Linked DNA regions of Danio rerio: region 1 is linked to region 2. Evidence: chromatin contacts called from public Micro-C data. All regions are on one chromosome and are shown on one strand. The core of a region is the stretch at or near the end of the contact, and the rest is flanking DNA. Distances in the headings are between cores, read along the strand shown.

What was found. Hi-C and Micro-C count contacts between places; a contact is called where the count stands out from the background.
Region 1: a contact with region 2 is called in a Micro-C map of caudal fin, with 4 times the contacts expected there. The contact joins the promoter of foxc1b here to the promoter of zbtb2b in region 2. A contact is called at or near these places in 2 of 18 Hi-C or Micro-C datasets (caudal fin and hematopoietic stem cells).

The regions. Positions count from the first base shown.
Region 1 is chr20:29,417,111-29,421,479 of GRCz12tu, reverse strand. It overlaps foxc1b (forkhead box C1b), which reads right to left and starts at 3,099. Exons shown (of 1, transcript NM_131729.2): 1 at 1,149-3,099. The coding sequence starts at 2,823. The coding sequence ends at 1,522. The region is part of intron 2 of LOC137488655 (a long non-coding RNA gene); the gene reads left to right.
Region 2 is chr20:29,107,695-29,111,990 of GRCz12tu, reverse strand. zbtb2b (zinc finger and BTB domain containing 2b) reads right to left here and starts at 2,755. Exons shown (of 3, transcript NM_213415.2): 1 at 2,657-2,755.

The sequences.
Region 1 (4,369 bases), core at 1,850-4,349, 310 kb before region 2:
TAATATAATAAATAAAAACACTTACAAGGGCAATTATACCGAAAATAAATAGCCTACAAGCGTGCACTGTCGTACTCGCTGTTTGCAGCTGCACGGGCCTATTAAAATACTGCTGAATATGCAGCAACAAAGTCTGCTTTGGCTACACAAGAAATTATCATTCGTTTGCATTGTGCCCATATCTTGATTTTAGTCCGAGTTAAATCCTTTAAATATATATTAACCAACGTGTTTGTTTGTTTTCAGTATGTAAAAGTCAACGTTGAAACCAGCAAATAACCGTATCCAAACATGCTTTGTTTGGATATCCTGGCTGAATTAATCATTTGATTTTTCAAGTCCTTATTTTACATGGCTGGCTCAACGTGTCTGGCCTGCAGCAGTTCTTTCATCTGCTGTTTATCTGTGTTTTAATCTATTATGTGTTTACAAATGAAAACTTCTACCAAAGACAATGGTTGTCTACATTCCACAAGATTGCAAAAGTGGAGTCCACTCCAGTGTGCCAGCAGTTGTAACAGCTGAAAAACAGCAAATACGCTCAACTAAAGCACTAAAAATGTCGCAATAATATTACACATTTTATTAAAACTACAAGCACATTTATACATCACGAATGTCTTATTGTTTTGAAAGTGTTAGACGACAAATTGCAGGAACATAGGCCTATCAATTTGTAGCTACAAATTACGCCAATTAGGCTACTCTTGAGCTTAGACGATAAAAATGATGGAAATTGAAACAAAAAAGTGCTCTATTATTTTTTTAGCTGGACTCTTTAATTTTTGAAAGGTATTGTAAAATAGCTACATTATTTTTACATATTTCGGTCTTTAAACAAATGCAGTGTGTACTAATAATGTAAGCATTCTATGCACGCGTAAGTGAAAAAATAATTTCCAGATGTTTTCAAACCTTTGACCCCCACCCCACCCCCTGTCCAAAGAATGTCTTATTGAGAGCTGGATATTATTATTAGGAAAATACAAAAACTGACAAACATTTGCTAACTAGGCCTAAGTTTAAACACCGTTTAAAAATATCCCGTGCTTTTTGTGGCCGCTAATCAATAACAAGCCTTGGCATGATTCAAATAAATAATGGATTCAACAGGCATTACAAATCGATAAATCACTCGAGAGTTTAACTTCAACAAAGCGACAATTTATTAAACAAATAGTAACTTTAGATATTTTCAAAAAGTATAAGAAAAACTGTAACTCAGTTGTACACTCGTTACCTTTCTATACTGAATTGATTATAAATACTTAAGACATATCTTTCCAAAGTTGGTCCATCTGCTCTTGCATGAAATAAATTAACACATTTTCTTTTCATCTAGGCTACACCTTGATGGACGAGCAGGGAGAGAATGTTTATGTGCAGCGGAATTAACCTACTTACCAACACAAACTCGCACATCAGCCCAAGTTCACGGACTGAACTTAAATTACAAACACTTGGAAAATAATACGAATATATATATATATTAAACAATTTAGAAAATCATAAAACTTTGGGTCAGAACTTGCTGCAGTCGTATACAAAGGCTCCGGAAGCCCGATAGAGTGGCTGACTGGACGGGAAAGCCATTTGACAGCTATTGCTTCCGGTCACCGGAGAGCTGTTCAGAGCAATCCGCTGCGTCTCGAACATCTCGCGCACCGCGTGAAAGTTCTGCTGCTGGCCGGGATAGCTCGCGCTCAGGTGTCCCAGCTCTCCGGACTGATTGAGGTACCAGGGTGCGAGTCGGTTCTGCTGCAAGTGCTGGCTCTCCTGGCTCGAGCTTTGGTGGGGGTGCGAGATAGAGGAGGCGTTTGTTGTGTTTGTGTATTCCGGTAAAGTGTCGTCCCCGTGGCCGCGGTCCCCTGTGTACAGGCTCGTCGCTTGCATGTTGCAGTGATAGGTGGCCGGCTGGCCGCATGGAGGACTGTAATGGGCGGGCTGAGGGGTTGGCGAGTAGGTCAGAGAGACCGAGCCCGGCAGAGCTGCGCGAGAGGCAGGCAGCTCTGCCGCATGCTGCGGGGACCCTCGAAGTCCTGTCATGATTGTATCCATGCTGAAGGCCTGCTGCGGTGTCTGCGACTGCGGACTCCCGCTACACGCACTCCCACCGCTCCTGTCTGGGCTCTCCGTTTTAGGCACGGTGCTGAGGGGTGGAGTGCTGTCATGCGGGGGCGTGCAGGCCCCGTTCTCCGTCTTTATATCCCGGAGCTTCACTGGCTGCTGGGCGTCTTGCTCGCACGCCTGTCCCGGGTTGTCCTTGCCCTGCCGGTCCCGGTCCTCCTTCTCCCTCAGTACGTCCTTCTTCTTGAAGCGGCGCCTTCGTCGCAAGAAGCTGCCGTTTTCAAACATGTTATAGGAGTCCGGGTCTAAAGTCCAGTAGCTACCTTTACCTGGCTTCTTATCATCTCTTGGCACCTTCACAAAGCACTCGTTAAGTGACAGATTATGCCTTATGCTGTTCTGCCAGCCTTGCTTATTGTCCCGGTAAAATGGAAAGCGCTCCATGATGAACTGGTAGATCCCATTCAGTGTAATCTTCTTGTCGGATGAGTTCTGGATGGCCATGGTGATGAGCGCGATGTAGCTATACGGAGGTTTCACCATGTCCTTGGGCTGCTGTGCAGGGGCATACGGCCCATATGCGCGAGCCATGCCGCCTGGGTACTGCTCGTGCGTGGCGTGAGAGTACATGCTCATCGGCGCAGGCATACCGGTATATCCACCACCGGTCGCGGTCCGGTAAAAGCCTTGGTCTCCGGGGATATAAGGCACAACGCCTAAAGGGCTTTGGCTAGACACGGGGTAGCGCGCCTGCATCGTACCCCTTTCTTCGGTACAGAAAAAAGTGAAATGAAGACTATGCAGACGCTTTAATTCAATTTGAGAAGAAAAAAAATCAAAGCATTCCAAAGTTCGTCTCTTCCTCCCTTTGCTTCAGTATCTTGTCTCAAAACGGTCATCCAACGTTTCTTTTCAAACGGATTTCAGTTCTTCGCTGTGCAGGCGATTGAGGAGCAAATGTCTTGTGTGGAGAAGTCAGTGAAAAGGGAAAACCTGTGAACTTCCCGCATCCGTCACTTCACAGGGACTTTTTCACCGAATTACCAATTCTGCCTTTTGGCTGCGCTTAGTGCTCCTCCCTGAACTCCTCTCGCGACCAATAAGAGTTCGAGAGCTGTTTGTGGAAAGACTGTACCCGAAGACCTTTTTCCCTGCGGGCATAGTCTACCCTTAAGGATAAGTGAGACGCAAACACGAAAAAGTAGAAATAATAACAGAAAACGAGAAAATGTATCATCAAGATATAGCACGTTAAATAAATCGCTAAAACTCGCTGTCATGAAAATTTATTTTAAAATGGTAATTTGGGAAAAAAACGCACATGGACAATAATAAATGCACGAGGTACAACCGATTTATAATACATTTAAATATGCCTTAACAGAGTTGCAGTCTGTCAGGCGAGCAGGAGTAGCTGCTTGTTTTCATTCAGGTGTCAGGATTTATTTCAATCTTTTGGCACTATGCATTGCGGGTGAAGCAAGCGGTGTTTGTTTTTCTAGAAACAAATGTGCTGCCTGGAAGAGAAGTAACATCTCCCTAGAACAAATGTGTAAATTAAACAAGGTGTTGTTTTTTGGTGCTTTAAAAAACAATTAATTCATTCATTCATTCATTTAAAAACACCCTAATTGTGCTGTGCTTGTAATTCAGTGCTACTTTAAATTAAACCGCTAGATAATACAGCGTTAGGTTTCCGCAGATAATTCGAACCGCTTGTGACATTTGACAAAATGAAGAGCATAGATCTAAGTGTCGTTTTAATAGTATTAATGAAAGAGTGAACGGTCAATTAAATAAACTGTTATTGTTAATATTATTGTACGTTTATGTGCTTTTGGGTTGCACATTAAAAAAAAAGAAATTATTTGTGCTCTTTTACGTTATAAAAAACATGAGACGAAAAACAAACCAATGTAAGGTAAGCAGCTTAATAAAAATTTTATTGCCGTTGTTTGCCCAAAAAGAGAAAATTGCCGAATCAATAGCTTATATGGGTTAATCAACTGATTTAATAAACGCTATAAAACAATCATATTCAACAGCTGTGTAATAATAATATATAGAAAGACAAAACTGAAATATAAAGATAATCACTTAATGAATCACTGAAGTTTACCTTTTAAAAATATTTATTTATTTACTCTTTCAGTTTGTATGCTTGTAGTCTTTTGATGGAATGAAATAATTATATAAATTTAATATTCTGTGAAATATATTATTATAGTATTTTTTTTTATATAGCAAATAATACAAAAAAGGGAAATGCCACAAAGCATCACACACTTAACCGCCTAAACAA
Region 2 (4,296 bases), core at 1,506-4,005:
AGTCTCTCCAGCAGAAATAGACCCTTCATCAAAAGCTACTGGTCAGTACATGATTCAGCAAACAATTGAGAAACAAATTAATTAAAAACCAACATCCTTTGCTGCTATGTGCATATGTGCTATGCACATAAACAGTGACTTATTTTATATGCAAAGAAAATAAGGATATCCAAAGACGCCTTTTCAAGTTGTAAAGAGTTCTGTTTTGTGAACTATTTAAGATAGCCGGTCAATACTTTATTTAAATTATTTAGCCTATGTTTACTGTAAAATATAATATCCTTGTGTTCAATAGGAAAAAAGTTGATGTTTTTACTTACCCAGACGAGCATATTTGAGAGCAGTAGTCACAATACCGTCATACTGTGAAACCGTGATATTTTTATACAAGGTGTTTATTCCATCAGAGTCTGATACCGGCCCATGCCTAATTAGCAGCTATCGACTATCAAAGTACAACAATGCACGCAGTCAAATAAATAGTGCTCATGCTGTTTTGAAGTCATACTTGCATCTGATTTCAGACCGAATATTTACTTTTTTTTCTTTTTTTTTTATTATGCAAGAAGAACATTAAAAAGATACAATATGAACAAAAAGACAAAGAGGGTTACATAAATAAAATTCCAGCAAATTAAACAAGTTTAAATTATTTACACCAAGAAAGCGTTTTACATGCAATGTAATTGTTAGAGTCTTTTAAACAGTTTACATAAATTTCAAAGTCCTTTCTAAAAAATAAAAAATAAGGGAGTTTTTTTTGAAAATGTACATTAATGGATATAAAATTTAGCTAAAAAAAGCAATAAATTAATAATATATTTAAAATGAGAAGGATCAACACTCAGAGAGTAACCAAAGAATACAATTTTTGGGGAAATACAGAAGTTTGGAAATAAGAATTTTTTAATGAAATTGGAAAAGTCAACCCAAAACACTTTACAGTAAGTACAATCCAAAAATAAATGGTTTAGTGTTTCATCGTTTTGAGTACAAAATGAGCATTTAGGGAAAATATTGTTACTGAATTTAGCTAGTTTGGTATTTATTGGGTAGCAATTATGAATGATTTTGATCGAGACTTCAACAGCTTTATTAGATACAAATATTTTTTTCTGAAGAAGCCAAAACTGTTCCCAATCTATGCCATCAAATATATTATTCCAAAAACCTATGCAAGCAGGTAAAGAGATCCGAGAACTATTAATAACTAAGCAAATATCTTTGTTAGACATAGAACTGAGAAGAGTTTGGTCAACAAAAAGATTTGTGTTGTCAAAAATAAAAGAATCTAAAGAACCTTTAGGGCCAAATATGACGTGAATATTCAAATTACCATGGTAAACAACATAGTAGCCTGTCACAAGTTGTCAGAAAAGGAATGTGCAAATATAAAACAAACTTTACCTCAATAAAAAGTTGTAATGCTTTAAACAAACCAAATTAGTGGCATCAAATACTGAAACTAAACCAGATACTTAAGTGTTTTATGAAAGCTACTGAACCACATACCATTCATAATCAAACTATTTTTGCCCTAGAAAGTGAATAGTCAGAGAAGGAAGTTATGAATTCAGTATATGAATTTAAATAAAAAGCATTGTGTCTCACTAGTATGACTATTATTTATTAGCAAAGTGTATATGCTTAATTGGGTGGTCAAGGACTAAAGAGTCATTTTGTCATGATGCTTTTCACTCTTTGGTGGGGGTTCCTCAGCAGAATAATGGTAACAAGCCTTATCCAGGAATTTTGCTGTTGAACTTTTTTTTTTTTTTTTTTTGCTGTGACTAAGTTATCTATGTCTACCTCTCGATGTTATTCTTAAAAAGCAATACTACATAACAAATATATAATTCTATACTATAAATGGATGAATTTATAATGAGTGCACTGATGAGCTCTGCTGCTTTGTATCATGTGATGTCAACATGGCAGTACCCATGAGGAAGTAGCATCTTTCAAATAGATCATTGTAGATAAATGATATTCCAGGTAAGTGAACATAATTTCAGCTATTTCACGGAAGTATGTTCACTTTTTATCCGTGTTAAGTTTTTTTTCCATAAACAAATCTCACTGGGTGGACATTTAATTGCATACGAGCCACTCAGCATCCATAGAGTGTGTAAAAAGTGCAAACAGTGAGCTTTTTGTATATCAAAGGACATTTATTACCCGTTTACAGGTGTTGTGTCGAGGCTTTTCAATCCCTCATACACAGATTATCACACGTCTAACTTCAGCTCGCTCTCATTGTGGGTTTGTAAACTCGCTCCGCCCACCACGGAGACACGTGGAACGGACAGATCTCCCGCAGAGACCGACCACTTCCGCAATCTGTTTTTCTTCGCAAATAGAAAATAAACCGTCAAAAACTGAAACGCGATGACTGATAAGATCACGCGCAGACGCTCGCTGCTCGACCAGCACCCGATCCAGCGACCGTACCGCGAATAAAGCCGAAAATTCACAACAACAACAAGGCAGAACGGAGCAGAGCGAGCATCAGAGGCGAGAAGCGAAAATAAACGGTGCTTCGTGAAACGGACACACACGCACTGGGGGAAGGGGTGGTCACCGAAGAAATAAACGAAACTAAATAAATCAACAAACAACGCACAAATTAAAGGTTGATAAGTGTAAACACACGTACCTTTCCTCCGCTCGGGCGTGTGGAGTTCGGCGAGTTGCTGTCTGTTACCGGAGGACTTGTCCGTTGGGCTCGCAGCTGCTCTGTTCCTCTCAAACGCAGCATTGGCGGCGATGGTCGTCGGTGTTTTCCGGTCGGGTTACGTTACAATCACATGACTGTCTAAAAGGGCTTAAAAACAGCGGTTGTAAAACCCACTTCCCTGGGATGCCAAAACAAACGGTCTTTGGCGCTGAGAGCCGCCAAACAGTGCGCTGGTGAACGTTACGGGTGTCGTTCGTACTCATGTGTTCACGGTGCGGCGGAGATGAATGTTGAGCATTCGTTCAGGGCGCCGATCGTTGGTGAACGTTACACATAAACGGATTTTCGTGGAGTTGGATAGCCGTAGGTCACGCTACCCACCCCCACATGAAGATAACGTATCGAGACAGATACACGCAGCAGGGCGATTTGCATTTCAGTTGACAGACAGACTGTGCACTTTTGGAGCCAAAAGCAACGAGCGCACGAGAAATACACGTAGTGTTTGAAGGCGCGCGAGGATTTCACGCCTACCGGTTGCAATGTACTTAATGAGGATTATTACATACTCATAATCGGCATTAAACAAGCTTTCAGCTAAACATTTATACTCGTTTCATTTCACTGAAAAAGACAATATTATATTATTACAAAAATAAATATATTGACCAAAGATTATAAGAGTAGCCTTATATTTTTTTAAATATGGATTTATTTTATTTAAACTAATCTATTTGTTCAAATAGTTTATGTATTATCTACAGTTATTATTTTTCATACATTTTAAATTATGAAAAATAAGGATTGTTAATAACACTATTATTACACCAATTTGTTTAGTTTTAAAGGAATCACCCAAAACTGAAAATACACTTACTATTTACTCTCCCTCAGGTAATTTCAAAGTTTCTTCTGTTGAATCCAAAAAAGATATTTCGAAGAAAGCTGAAAACCTGTAACAATTTATTTCCATAGTAGGGAAAACAATATCTTTAGTGATCAACAGAAGAAAGTCAAACAGGTTTGGGTGAGTGAATAATCACAGAATTTTCAGTTTTGAGTGAACCATCTCAATAAGGGTGATGATTAAATGTTTTTTCGGACACAGAAAGACTATCTTTGATCCATGTTTTCACCATCCACTTACTATATTTTACCCCAAATCAGAAAGGTTACCACTAGGACATTCTGAACCAGGAGTGGGTTCTTTCATTAGCCGCACTTCAGCAATAATAATAGTGCTATAAGAGGAAATATTTTTCAGTTCAGTTCTTTTTTCTTACATGAAGTGTTAAGTTTAGCTCAAATTTTAAAACTGCAAGTAGAGACATTAAACATTTTCCCTTTCACTTCACTTGTGTCCAGTAACAGGATGTGAGCTGCTAGAGGCCTGCTAAAGATGTCAGGAAATTAACAACAAGGGAAATACCGTGAATAAACTCAAACAAGAATTGAGAAAAATATTAGGAAATTTTTAAAGAGTACTTCAGCCTGCATGGACATTTAAGATTGCTAAATGAGGATGACTATTTCAGGCCGTGGGTTTGTGAAAAAAAGAGGAAAGGGAAGTTGGGGGGTGGTGGAAAACAAGCTGCTGTTCAGGCCATGTGGTCTACTGG